Regions from separate parts of the Mus musculus genome. Here region 2 is linked to region 1. A link is a contact called in public HiChIP or PLAC-seq data. All regions are on one chromosome and are shown on one strand. Each heading gives the region's core, a stretch centred on a gene start, on an enhancer-like site or on the middle of the called end of the contact. The rest is flanking DNA. Distances are from core to core; before and after follow the strand shown. Region 1 holds the start of Apex2 (apurinic/apyrimidinic endonuclease 2). Region 2 holds the start of Kantr (Kdm5c adjacent non-coding transcript).

Region 1 (5,706 bases), core at 3,003-5,502:
ACAACTCCTAGAGTCTCAGAAATAGACTTTGTAAGACACAAGTCTCTTAGCCCTAGTAAGACACATAACTAGTGGAAGTCTATTTTAATGATCTTACCATGACTTTTTATGTTTTCCAGTGCCCACAAAGCAACATTTTGTTTATCTTATTTGTTTCTTTCAAATATCCCCTGTAATAGCACAGGAAAATGTATCTGAGAAGGGAATGGCTTGTCCAGGATAATCTAGGTAACATCATGAACATGGCTTTTATGTTTACAATTTTGTCCTTACAACACTGCCAAGAATCAGGACGATAATTTTAGTAGCAAGAAATCTGAGCTAGGTGGCTAGAAGGCCTCTGACAAGGTTTGAATGGGTAAACTCAGGCTCCAGGTTTGACACTCTAATTTAACCCTGCCTAGAACTATGAAACTTCACTACTGTGACCAGTTCTGAGACCAGAAACAGAAAAACAAGTCTTAGAGAAATGCCTCAGACTAGCATTCAAACTTCTTCTAAATCAAGTCCTAAGCTACCTCCCAGTCTTCTATCCCCAGATCCCCCACGCGTAACTGCACTGGCTGATTACAGAGCTCTCAAACACAACATTTTCCTGTCTTTAGGCTCTTGCTCAGCCTGGAGTGTCTTCTATTTTCACTGAACTTTGTCTTGCTTTTCAAGACCAGTTTCAGTGTTTATTTTCTCTGAAAGCCAGCCTTGTAGCCTTGAGTGAAGCTGAGCCTTCAGTTCTCACATTGCTATGTGCCTCTCCGTGAGCTAGGGTTTCTCTGGTCTGGTAACTAAGTAGATTGTGAGCTTCTTGAGGATAGGGCCTGAATCCCTGTGATCTGCTGACTGCTCATCTCAGGCTCTGGTATGGAGGGCACTTGGTCAGTGACCATGTTCACAATCTACATCTCTCTGCTGTAGAGAGAAACATGGCGGCAAGAAATCCCAGTTCAACATAGTAGCTATTATAACAGCTTTCAGGGAAGTGGATGGGGAAGCTGGTTTGTCTGAGGTAAAGAATGGCATCTAAAAAAAAATCTTAAAACTTTAGGATGGAACAGGATAAAATTATGAAACTCTAAGAAGGTTTGATATATTGGTTGTAGACACAGAGTTCACTCAGCATCAGATTCACACGGAAGGCTAAAAGCTGAACCATAAAGCAGAACTATCTCCAGGGAAGAAAACTATGCAGCGTGATGTTTGCAGAGCCATGGAGCCTGCTCCCACCTCCATGTACAGTGTGGAGAGGAAACTCATTTAAAGCATCAAGATAATACAGATGGGCAATAAAGTCATAAATGGTCTTTCCTTATTGGTAAGTCTTGAAATGTGTGGTTGTGAATGTACTTGTTATAGGCTAGAAGGCTGGTGGATCATTACAAGCTTATAGGCTAGATTCATGCATGAGCACATATCAGGACTTCTGTGACAGCAGCCTAGAATCCCTTTGTTCTCAGCGATCTCATAATGCCCTGGTCCCATTATGCCACTGTTTTCAGACTCATGTCTGCTCCAAAAAGCTCACTGCATTCTCGTCTTAGGAGTGGTTCTCCATTGACCATAGTCAGTCAGGAAGGAGAGCACGTAGAGGGTTGTGGGTGGTAGTACCTGTGGGTGTCACATAAAAGCCAAGAGCATGAATCTCATACACAGCATGAAAGCCCTGAAGCAAAAGAACTCTGGATTCTGCCTTTTACACTTTCTTGATCATCAAGCTAGTCCTCTGTGGGAAGTAGGCTAGGGGCTTTCATTTCTATTTCACTTTGACACCCAGAGAAACTAAAGAACTTGTCAAAGTTTCATAGCAAATTAACCCAACTTAATACACTAGAGGCGCGGTCAGAGATACACTTTCTATTGTGCATTTAATTTAAAAATATACACAGACTACGGACGTAGAAGCTAGGCTGGGAGGATCACACAATCACGGCCAGTCTGGGCTACAGAGAGTTTCAGGCCCCCATGGGAAGCACAGTTAGACTCATTTTCCAAAATTACAATCAAATCAAATCAAACAAAAATTGGAATTTCAAAGATAGTAAGGGATTGGTCTTTTAGGCTAGCGTCCTAAAGAGTCAAGTACAAGAGGATTTTAAAATACTGATAGTAAGGAGAGGGCAACATTTGGAATGCAAATAAATAAAATAAGTAATTAAAAATAAAATGTCGACAGTTGAATTACATATGCATATCATCATTCCCCAACTCTCCCATCCCCTTTGAAGTAGCTAAACCAAATTCCTATGCAGAGAAAAATCTTCCAAGGAGCCTGAAGCAAGGATTTTGACCTGTAAAAGACCTGTCTACTTTTCCTTTATGCTCACCTACCTGCTCTCTTAGAGGCTTTTTCTTCCATCGCTAATTATCCAATGGCTCTCTTGCATTTACAGACCCCCAAAGCAGGTCCGGTGGGTGGCATCAAATAGGAAACCGGGAGACATCCGTTGGTTCCTGGGAAGGCTGAGGAAGCACCCTTGTTAAGGGGTGTGTGCAGTGTTGAAATATTAGCTGCTGTACTTGCCAAAGAAGTTCCTGAGCCACCCAGAGACTTTTCTCTTCAGTCCAACCATGTGTTGTTCACCGTGCCCCAAAGGTCAGTACTAATATTAACAAGCCACTGGAGAATGGAGAAATGAAAACCAGCTATTGAGGTGAGCAAGATCTGGATTTCTTTGGGACAAAGCTTTATATTTATCTGCCTTTAGTGCAGTATGGGCAAAATCCCTTGCTTGAAAGCAACTGGTGACATGAAGAAAAATGTTCATTTCCCTTGTCCTAATTAACCCACTCCTGGGATTTGATCTTTAGTCAGTAACTCCCAAAGCATGGAAAAGCTCAAGGCACAGAATTTGAATTACAGAGCTGTTTTTCTGATAGCAGTAACTAGTGACCTTTAAGTCCGATGGGGGTGGGGTGGGGGAGGGGCAGCCTACTGTGGCTCTGTATAGCCATGAAGACGATGGCTCAAAGGCTGTGAAATTCTGAGGGTGTGTGCATTCGAATGGGAATAACTTTGTAGCAATTTTCAGTGGAAAAAAAAAAAACCCTTAGGATGCAAAGTTATAGTTTTCCTGGAAATAGGGCGATTCCTGTTAATTCTGTTTCTGTGGTCACAAAAAAATAAGTCGAGAACTCATCCCTACTGCCCTGCTTATTCATCCATTTGCTAAATATTTATTCCGTTATCATATAAGGTGGGTCAGAGATGGCCACTGCATTCAGGCTGCTGGCAGTCTAGTGACAACGGAAATCAATGGGGGTTGTGCACTGTGGTAAATACTGTGCCATGGACCATAAAGTGCAGTGGTGCCCACAGGAAAAGACGTAAACACAGAGGTGTGTGGACAAAAAAAAAATCAATTGTTTACCTGATTAAGAAGGGTTTAAATCTTGGCTCTACCACTTCTGTGAGGCTGAGACGAATTTATTCAACTTCTACTTAGCTTCAGTGCCTCTTCCTGGATTATCCTAAGAATGAAAGGACACGGTATAGACAGGAAAACCATAACTGCATCGGGAAATGATACTATTCTGGAGCTTAAATGGTCTAGGCCTCGATTTTGCTCATCTGAGAAATGGAGCCAAATGCAAGTCTGTCTTATGCTTTGAGAGTCAAGACAAACATGGCTATACAGGGAGGATTTGAGGCAGTCTCCTTCCTCCAGACTCCATTAAAACGGAGGCTAGCTAGGTTCTTAATTGCTTAACGGAGAAAGTTCCCTTCGCCACTGCCCAAAAGGACTCCAGGGTCTGCAGAAGCCCCTCAGCCACCGCCAGGGGCCGCTCACTAAAGCCAGAGTCCTGTCTCGATCCGGGTAGGGCGTTGGCTCAGCTTGTTTCCCCAGAGGCCTGCCCCTTGACAAAGGGACAAAATCCCATTTGTCAGTAACCTGGCGCATCAGGGGGTACTTTTGTAGTAGAGAAGAGCAGTCAGATTCGGGCGTCCAGGCCAGCATGCGGCCAGAAGAGAAGGAGCCCAACCAGAGACGCGCCTCTCACCAGTTACTCTTCCCAGGTTTTGGTCTGGGTCTTGCTATGTAGCCCAGGCTGGCCTTGAATTCATTACTGACCCTGCCTCAGCTTCCTGAGTACTGGGGTGACAGGCTCGTTTGATCAAGCCCGGTTTTCCTACAGCCTCCACCTTAGTTCCGTCTCCCGCCTAAGAGAACTGAACTCGAAGTCCCGCCCTGCTTGCGTCCTGCCGTCGGAGGGGGCGGAGGGGAAGGTGAGAACGCCCGGTGGAAACGCGAGAGGAAGGCGGGGAGCCAGCTCACTTCCGGGCAGCAATGCATTTGCCCGCCTAAGCTTCCTTTGGGAAACTGTACCGTTTACCAAAATGCTGCGCGTGGTAAGCTGGAACATCAATGGGATCCGGAGTCCCCTGCAAGGCCTTGCATGCCAGGAACCCAGCAGCTGTCCCACGGCCTTGCGACGCGTTTTGGACGAGCTGGATGCTGATATTGTCTGTCTCCAGGAGACCAAAGTGACCAGTGAGCATTCGAGAATCCAAGATCTCTACGGTGTTTTCCTTTTGATGCTAACCTTTGTTCTGTCTCATTTCGCGTTTCGTTTTCCTATACTTAGAATCCTGCCCTTATACCCATCTGAAAGGCCTGATCCTTTTCTTTCTAAACAACCCCACCCCAGCTAGAACCCCTAATTCCGACTCCTGGCCTGCTTTCCCCGTTGAAACCCTCATACACAGATTCCCACTCATTCTATAGCCCGAACTCTGGGCCTTGAATTTTCTCCTTTCATTCTTCTAAGCCAAACACCTCAGTTTTCCATCCCTGCCCCCACCTCAGTCCTTAATCCCCACCTAATCTCTGCCTTTAGCTCAGACTCTTAATTTCTCCTTCCCATATCTCCAATTCCTCTTTTCTCTCCACCTCAAGGCCCTAGATTCATTCCTCTTTGATATCTTACCTCAAATTTAGACCTAATTTCTTCTCCCATAATTCCCAGCTCGAATTCCCTAATTCCCTCTCCTACCTCCCACCCTTCAGGTCCCCAATCTCCACTGCCAGCATCTGTGAGTACTTTAATCTAAATCACAAGACTTAGCTCTGATTTGCCCTCCTCTGCTTCCCTATCTAATTTGAATATAATTTTCTTTCCTGACTTTCCCATCTCTCTAGCTCCTGTCAACATAAACACTTCTCCTGACCCTCAATTACAGCTCTGATGTATGCTAACCTATAACTGTAATTCCAGTCTTTCATGGGTCCATGGTGCTAATTTACCTCTGACTTTATATTTACTTTTTTTTCTTTTTTTTTTTTTTAGGAGATGTACTGACAGAGCCCCTGGCTATTGTTGAGGGTTATAACTCCTATTTCAGCTTCAGCCGCAGCCGTAGTGGCTATTCTGGTAAATGAGGTCTTCTGGGGGTATTTATGTTAGCATTGGTGATGGAGAAAAGGAGTGTTTTGGTATTTAATAAGAAGGTAACATATTTTGACTTTTCATTTCCAAAGCAAATGCTGCTAATTTTAGGTCATATGAAACCTCATATTTATGCACCGAAGTTTCCTTTTGTCCCTCAGAAGTATAGTAATGTACTTCTTCTGAGTTAACTGTATAAGCACTGGACCTTAACTGCCAGGGTTCAAGTCCTGGCTCACATCCTCTCTGTGTTTTCTGACAAGTTACTTTACCTTTGTGTTTCAGGTTTTTCACTGAGAAAATAAGGATAATGGTTATTTTCTAGGC
Region 2 (5,333 bases), core at 37-2,536, 1.7 Mb before region 1:
TAGGATGCTTTGGTTTAAAGACTACAATGATTATCGTGATTTTAGATTTATTTTACTTTTATTTATATGTGTATTTGTTCCTGTGCATGCACTCATGTGTGCTATGCAAAGGTGTCTTCATAGCAGATGAAGATATCTGGTACCCTGGAGGAGGAGTTACAGGCAACTGACATTCATGCTGGCAACTAACCTCCAGTCTTCTACCAGAGCAGCAAGCACTTGTAACCATGGAGTTATCTCTCCGGCTCCCTCTTATCATGATTTTAAAGCACTAATTATATATTTCAGAGATTACATATTTGAAAGAGCTGCAAATTTATACTGTGATGGACAAATCTCTCTGATTGCTACTGGTAACAGTCACCAATATTACGTCCTTTATTGAAAACATGCTAAATTTCCTAAACAGAGAGGGGAAACAAAGATGTAAATTCATTCCCATCCAAGTTATTCCTCTCTGCCCCAAGCTGCACCCACAGGCTCTCCTGGAGGATCTGTGCTACTCAAATTTAAGATTTGTTAATAGAATGGTCCTTCCTGTCTTCCCTTCCTTTAGAAGACAAGAGAGATGGATTTTATTCGAAATAATTGTTGCACAGTTTCAGACCACTAAGTTTGCCTCGTTGGAAGGCAGCTGTGCTCACCATCGTACTACCAATGCCTCATCGAGTCTGCCTCTTTAGGCCATAGCTTCTTTTATGTGAAGACTGACCACACCTAATTAAAAAATGAAATAAAATCTGTCGGGTATAAATGGCTCACACCTTTAGTCCCAGCACTCAGGAGGCAAAGGCAGGCCTGGTTTACAGGGCGAGTCAGCCAGGGCTACTAAGTAGGATCACCTTATTCTCCATGGATGGAATTAGGAACAATGCTTACAGGGAAAGCGAGAAACCTAGCTCAGAAACTCCTACAAGTGGGTGTGGAGCTATAGGAAACTGGAAGTACATTCGCAGTGTCTCTAAGCAAAACGGTGTAAAGGCAGTGTGGCTACAGAAAGAAAGAAGACATCACGAAAGTAATAATTCTATTCAGTGATTTGTGCTTAGCCTGGTTTAGGGTTTCCTGCGTTTTAACAAACAACCCCCGAAGGCCCAGTCCTCTAGACCTGCAAAAGGACTGAGCAGTAATCCTTTCCTGACCAGTGTTGTTAACGGAAGGGCTGGCACATAAGCCAATCACACCCTCGAGAGGGTGGAGTTTTCGTAGGTGCTTCCAATTCCAACCAATCTCAGGGAAGGCAGGAGGGCAATCCTCCAATGGGAGCTGAGGAGCCCGTGGTAAGTGGTGGAGCATCGCTATCCTGCCAGGGTTCGGTGGAGCATTGCGTGAAGCGTCTGCGTGTCTGCGAGATCTTGCTGTGGGCCAGGTATCCATTCTCCTGCGGCAGCTTAGACCCTACGGAGACTAGAGGTATCCCAAGAGAAGCAGTAAAGATGGGGTGGTGGGTTAGAAAACGGCGGGAGGGGAGAGAACGGCCCAGAACGCGTGTGGGGAGGGACCTGGCGCGCTTTTACCTGGGCGGCCTTTCGACTCTAGGTCCGTGGGTGGTGGAGGATCCTTTGCGTAGCAAAAAAAGAAGGCGAGTGCCCCTGCATCCTCTCCAGACGGTACCCAGGTGAGTATTACCCTCTTGAACCCACCACCCGTGCCCACCCTCTGGGAGCCTCCCAATCCCGGTCTCTGGGGAAAAGATTTCGTGCAGGTCTGCTGCTCACGTGATTGTTTGTGTTCTAGTCTTGACTCCATATCTGCCTCTACCCAACATTTTCTCTCTCTGAGACGTACTAAGATATCCCAGACTCAGGAGGCCTAATCCTTACCTGACCCCTTGAAACCAGCTATGAAATTTTAAACTATCCGTTTTATTCATTTGGGTCTTGGTTTCATCATCTGCCAAATGGGGGTCTGTCTCTACCTGAGCCAATGCGCATGCTTGGTCCCTAAAATTTTTTTCAATAAATAATTATGATTGTGATTGAAAGAATATTGATTCTCTTAGTCTCTGACTTTTTTTCACCCTTGTCTGTCTCTGACCCTCTCCCCACTGGACCTTTTTTTGAATGCTACTGTCCTCTCATTTTCCACACTGAACCTAACTCTTTCCTATCCCTAATGTGGTTGGAGGTACAATATATATAACAATGAGAGTGGCCCAAAGGTAGGGCACAAAACTGGAGCCTGGTCTTGAGCTACTTGTAAGTCTCATTGAGGAGTCTCTGTTTCTTGGCCTTCTCTGTTAAACAGGTAGAAACACCAAGGATGGGGAGAAATTTATATTAAGCTACTTTTCAGCCAGCTTTGATGGTGGTGCATGACTACATTCACAGCATTCAGGAGGATTGCCACAAGTTCAAGATCAGCCTCAGCTACATAATGAGTCCAAAGTAAACCTGGGTTACAATGTAAAACACTGTCTTGCCCCCCCCCAACCCCACCAAAACATTTTTATTTTGTTGGTTTTTTTTTCAAGAAAGGGTTTTGCTGTGTAACAGCCCTAGCTGTCTTAGAAATCACTCTGTAGCCCAGGATAGCCTTGAACTCACAGAGAACAGCTTGCCTTTGCCTTCTGAGTGCTGGGATTAAAGACATGCACCACCACCAGGGCTACAAAACAGTTTAATAGCCATTATGTAATGTTGGTCACCACAGATAGTCCAAGGATCTTCTAATTATATCCCCTTGTAGGCCTGAGCATCTTTTCTGTCCTTATCTAGGAGTTCTTCTAGATCAGACATTTTGAAACTCCCTGTCAAGTATCACAACTCTCTTCCCATTCCTATGCTAATTTTTCCATATTCTTGCTATACCTTTGTCATTCTGACAACTATAGACCCAATAGTCTATTTTAATAATGTGTAGTTTGCCTCCTTCACTATTTTTTAATGAAGAGCATAAAAAGTAGACTCTGCATACACAATCCTCCCACAGCTTATAATGACATTTTAATTGTAATATAATAGAGAAATTTTTTTGTTTGTTTTTCAAGGCAGGGTTTCTCTACGTACAGCACTGGTTGTTCTGGAACTCACTTTGTAAACCAGGCTGGCCTCAAACTCTGCCTCCTGAGTGTTGGGGCTGAAGAACAATGTATAATAAAACAGTATGCACTTCAATACGTAAATGCTTTGATATAACTTCACTAAAAGAAATAATTTTACACATTATTTCATGTATCTGACTTGTACATGTGACAGCTACATGTGTATTGATTGAGTGGTGACTCAGAAACCATATATAGGATATAGTTCCTTTTCCATAAATGATGAGTAATTCTTCATAAAGTTCTAAACAAAAGAACGTGTATGTATATGTCTCTTTGTTTGGTTGCTAGATTTCTAAAAAAGCGAGTATAAATGAATATCCTTGTTTAGTAACTCCTCTAGCCTTATGTCCTACCACTCTGCCCTCCTACTCCATTTCACCTATAATAGCCTCCTTAAGGTTATTTCAATGTATTAGGCCTTCCCCTCCCTTTCAAATAAATACTCTTCCCCAGATTATCCACAGATCTCATTCCCTCACTTCAGGTTTCTGTTGTCATTTTCTTGTTGAGATCTACCATGAAGATCCTGCTTAACAACTCCATTCTAGTCTGAACACTAACCCAACTTTATTAGTTCCCATTGCATTCCATCTTCTTACATCGTACAGTTAGTTATGTGTTGCTTAACAATGGGAATATAACCTGAGGAAAATATCATTATGTAATTTTGTCATTGCGCAAAAATATAGAGTGCTTACTCAAACTAAGACCTTTGTGACATCACAGAGGATACAATTTTATGGGATGAACGTCATTTAAGCAGGCCATTGTTGACCATAACTTCATTATATAGTGTATGGCTGTATGTTATTTACTTCTATTGTATTTGTAGTTTGTTGTCTAATTATCCACTCAATTGTAAGCTCTAGAAAAGGGGACGGGTTTTTGTCTTTTTCTTTTTTTACTTACTGATGGGTCTGTAGTACCTAAAACACTTCTTGGTACTTGACAGGCTTTCTTTAAATGTTGGTCACGTGGATAAATTAGAAATGAATAAGCAGACTTCTTTAAACTTAAATAATGGTTTGGTGAGCCAATCTAAAGTTGTATGGATGTGGTACAATTCTTTGCTATGTGGTGCTGTCTGGTGTACTGCAGAACGTTGGGCATCTACCAGAGATAGTAGATGCCCACTAATGGCACTAAGGCTCTCCAATAATCATGCCAGTTAGAAATCCCCACCCCACCCCGAAACACTCTTTGACTTGAGCAGTGATCTGGCTTTCCACTGAACACTCTTGCCCACCCTTGTAGCCTTCTAATACTCCACTGTGTGAGGGGTGGGAGTAGGTATCCTTGATTCTAATTGCCCTTTCCACGTATTTTCTTTCTTTTCTTTTTAACCCTGTTTTTGTTTTCTGATTACTTTCAGTGCTGGGGAGTGAACTCATGTTCTCTCACATGCTAGGCAAGCACTCCACCACTGAGCTATATCCAAACCCTGTTTTCAGAAAGTTTTTTTAGTTTTATTTTTTTAGATTTATTCATTTTTTCATATGTATGAGTATTCAGCCGTTATGTATGTACATGCACTGTATGTGTGCCTGGTGCAGAAAAAAGTCAGAAGAGAGCACCGGGCCTCTGGATCTGGGGTTATGGATAGTTGGGAGTCACCACATAGGTGCTGGGAATTGAACCTAGGTCCTCTGAAAGAGCAACAGGTGCTTTCAGCCTCTGAGCCATCTCTACAGCCCTATGTTTTCATTTTTTGTTTGTTTTGTTTTTCAAGATAAGGTTTCTCTGTGTAGTGCTGGCTGTTGTGAAACTCATTCTGTAGACCAGGCTAGCCTGAAACTCAGATCCACCTGCCTCTGCCTCTGCCTCCACCTGCCTCTGCCTCCCAAGGGCTGGGATTAAAGGTGTGCGCCACCACTGCCTGACTGTGTTTTCATATTTTTAAAAAGATATATTTATTTTTTATGTGTTTTGCTGACATGTGAATGCACTGCCCACAGAGGCCAGAAGAGGGCATAGTATTCTCTGGAACTGGAGTTACAGGTGGTTTGCAAGATCTCTCTCCAGCCTGAGTTTTCAGAATTTTTAAACTTTTTGGAAGAGTTTCAATATATACTTCAGTCAAAATACCCAAATTAGATAATTGTCATTCAGTCATGTTTCCTCATCTGGAACAGTTCTTTTAGTCTTTTTTTTGTATTTCTTTTTGTTTTTTAAGACAGAATCTCTCTACTTATCCCTGGTTGTCCTAGAACTCTCTATATAGACCAGGCTGGCCTCAAACTCACGAAGATTCACCTGCCTCTGTCTCCTGAGTGCTGGGATTAAAGGA

What was found. HiChIP or PLAC-seq counts read pairs in DNA pulled down with a chosen protein or histone mark.
Region 2: a contact with region 1 is called in an H3K27ac HiChIP or PLAC-seq map of microglia, with 5 times the contacts expected there. The contact joins the promoter of Kantr here to the promoter of Apex2 in region 1. A contact is called at or near these places in 6 of 39 promoter capture datasets (the SN4741 cell line, cranial neural crest, frontonasal cranial neural crest and 2 more), 2 of 115 datasets of contacts at active chromatin or transcription factors (large pre-B cells and microglia) and 2 of 9 other capture datasets (adipose tissue and liver).

What each region holds. Positions count from the first base shown.
Region 1 is chrX:150,586,701-150,592,406 of GRCm38.p6, reverse strand. It overlaps Apex2 (apurinic/apyrimidinic endonuclease 2), which reads left to right and starts at 4,252. Exons shown (of 6, transcript NM_029943.2): 1 at 4,252-4,484; 2 at 5,281-5,364. The coding sequence starts at 4,331. It also overlaps a transcript of Pfkfb1 not described here.
Region 2 is chrX:152,323,446-152,328,778 of GRCm38.p6, reverse strand. Kantr (Kdm5c adjacent non-coding transcript) reads left to right here and starts at 1,286. Exons shown (of 3, transcript NR_040270.2): 1 at 1,286-1,369; 2 at 1,540-1,618.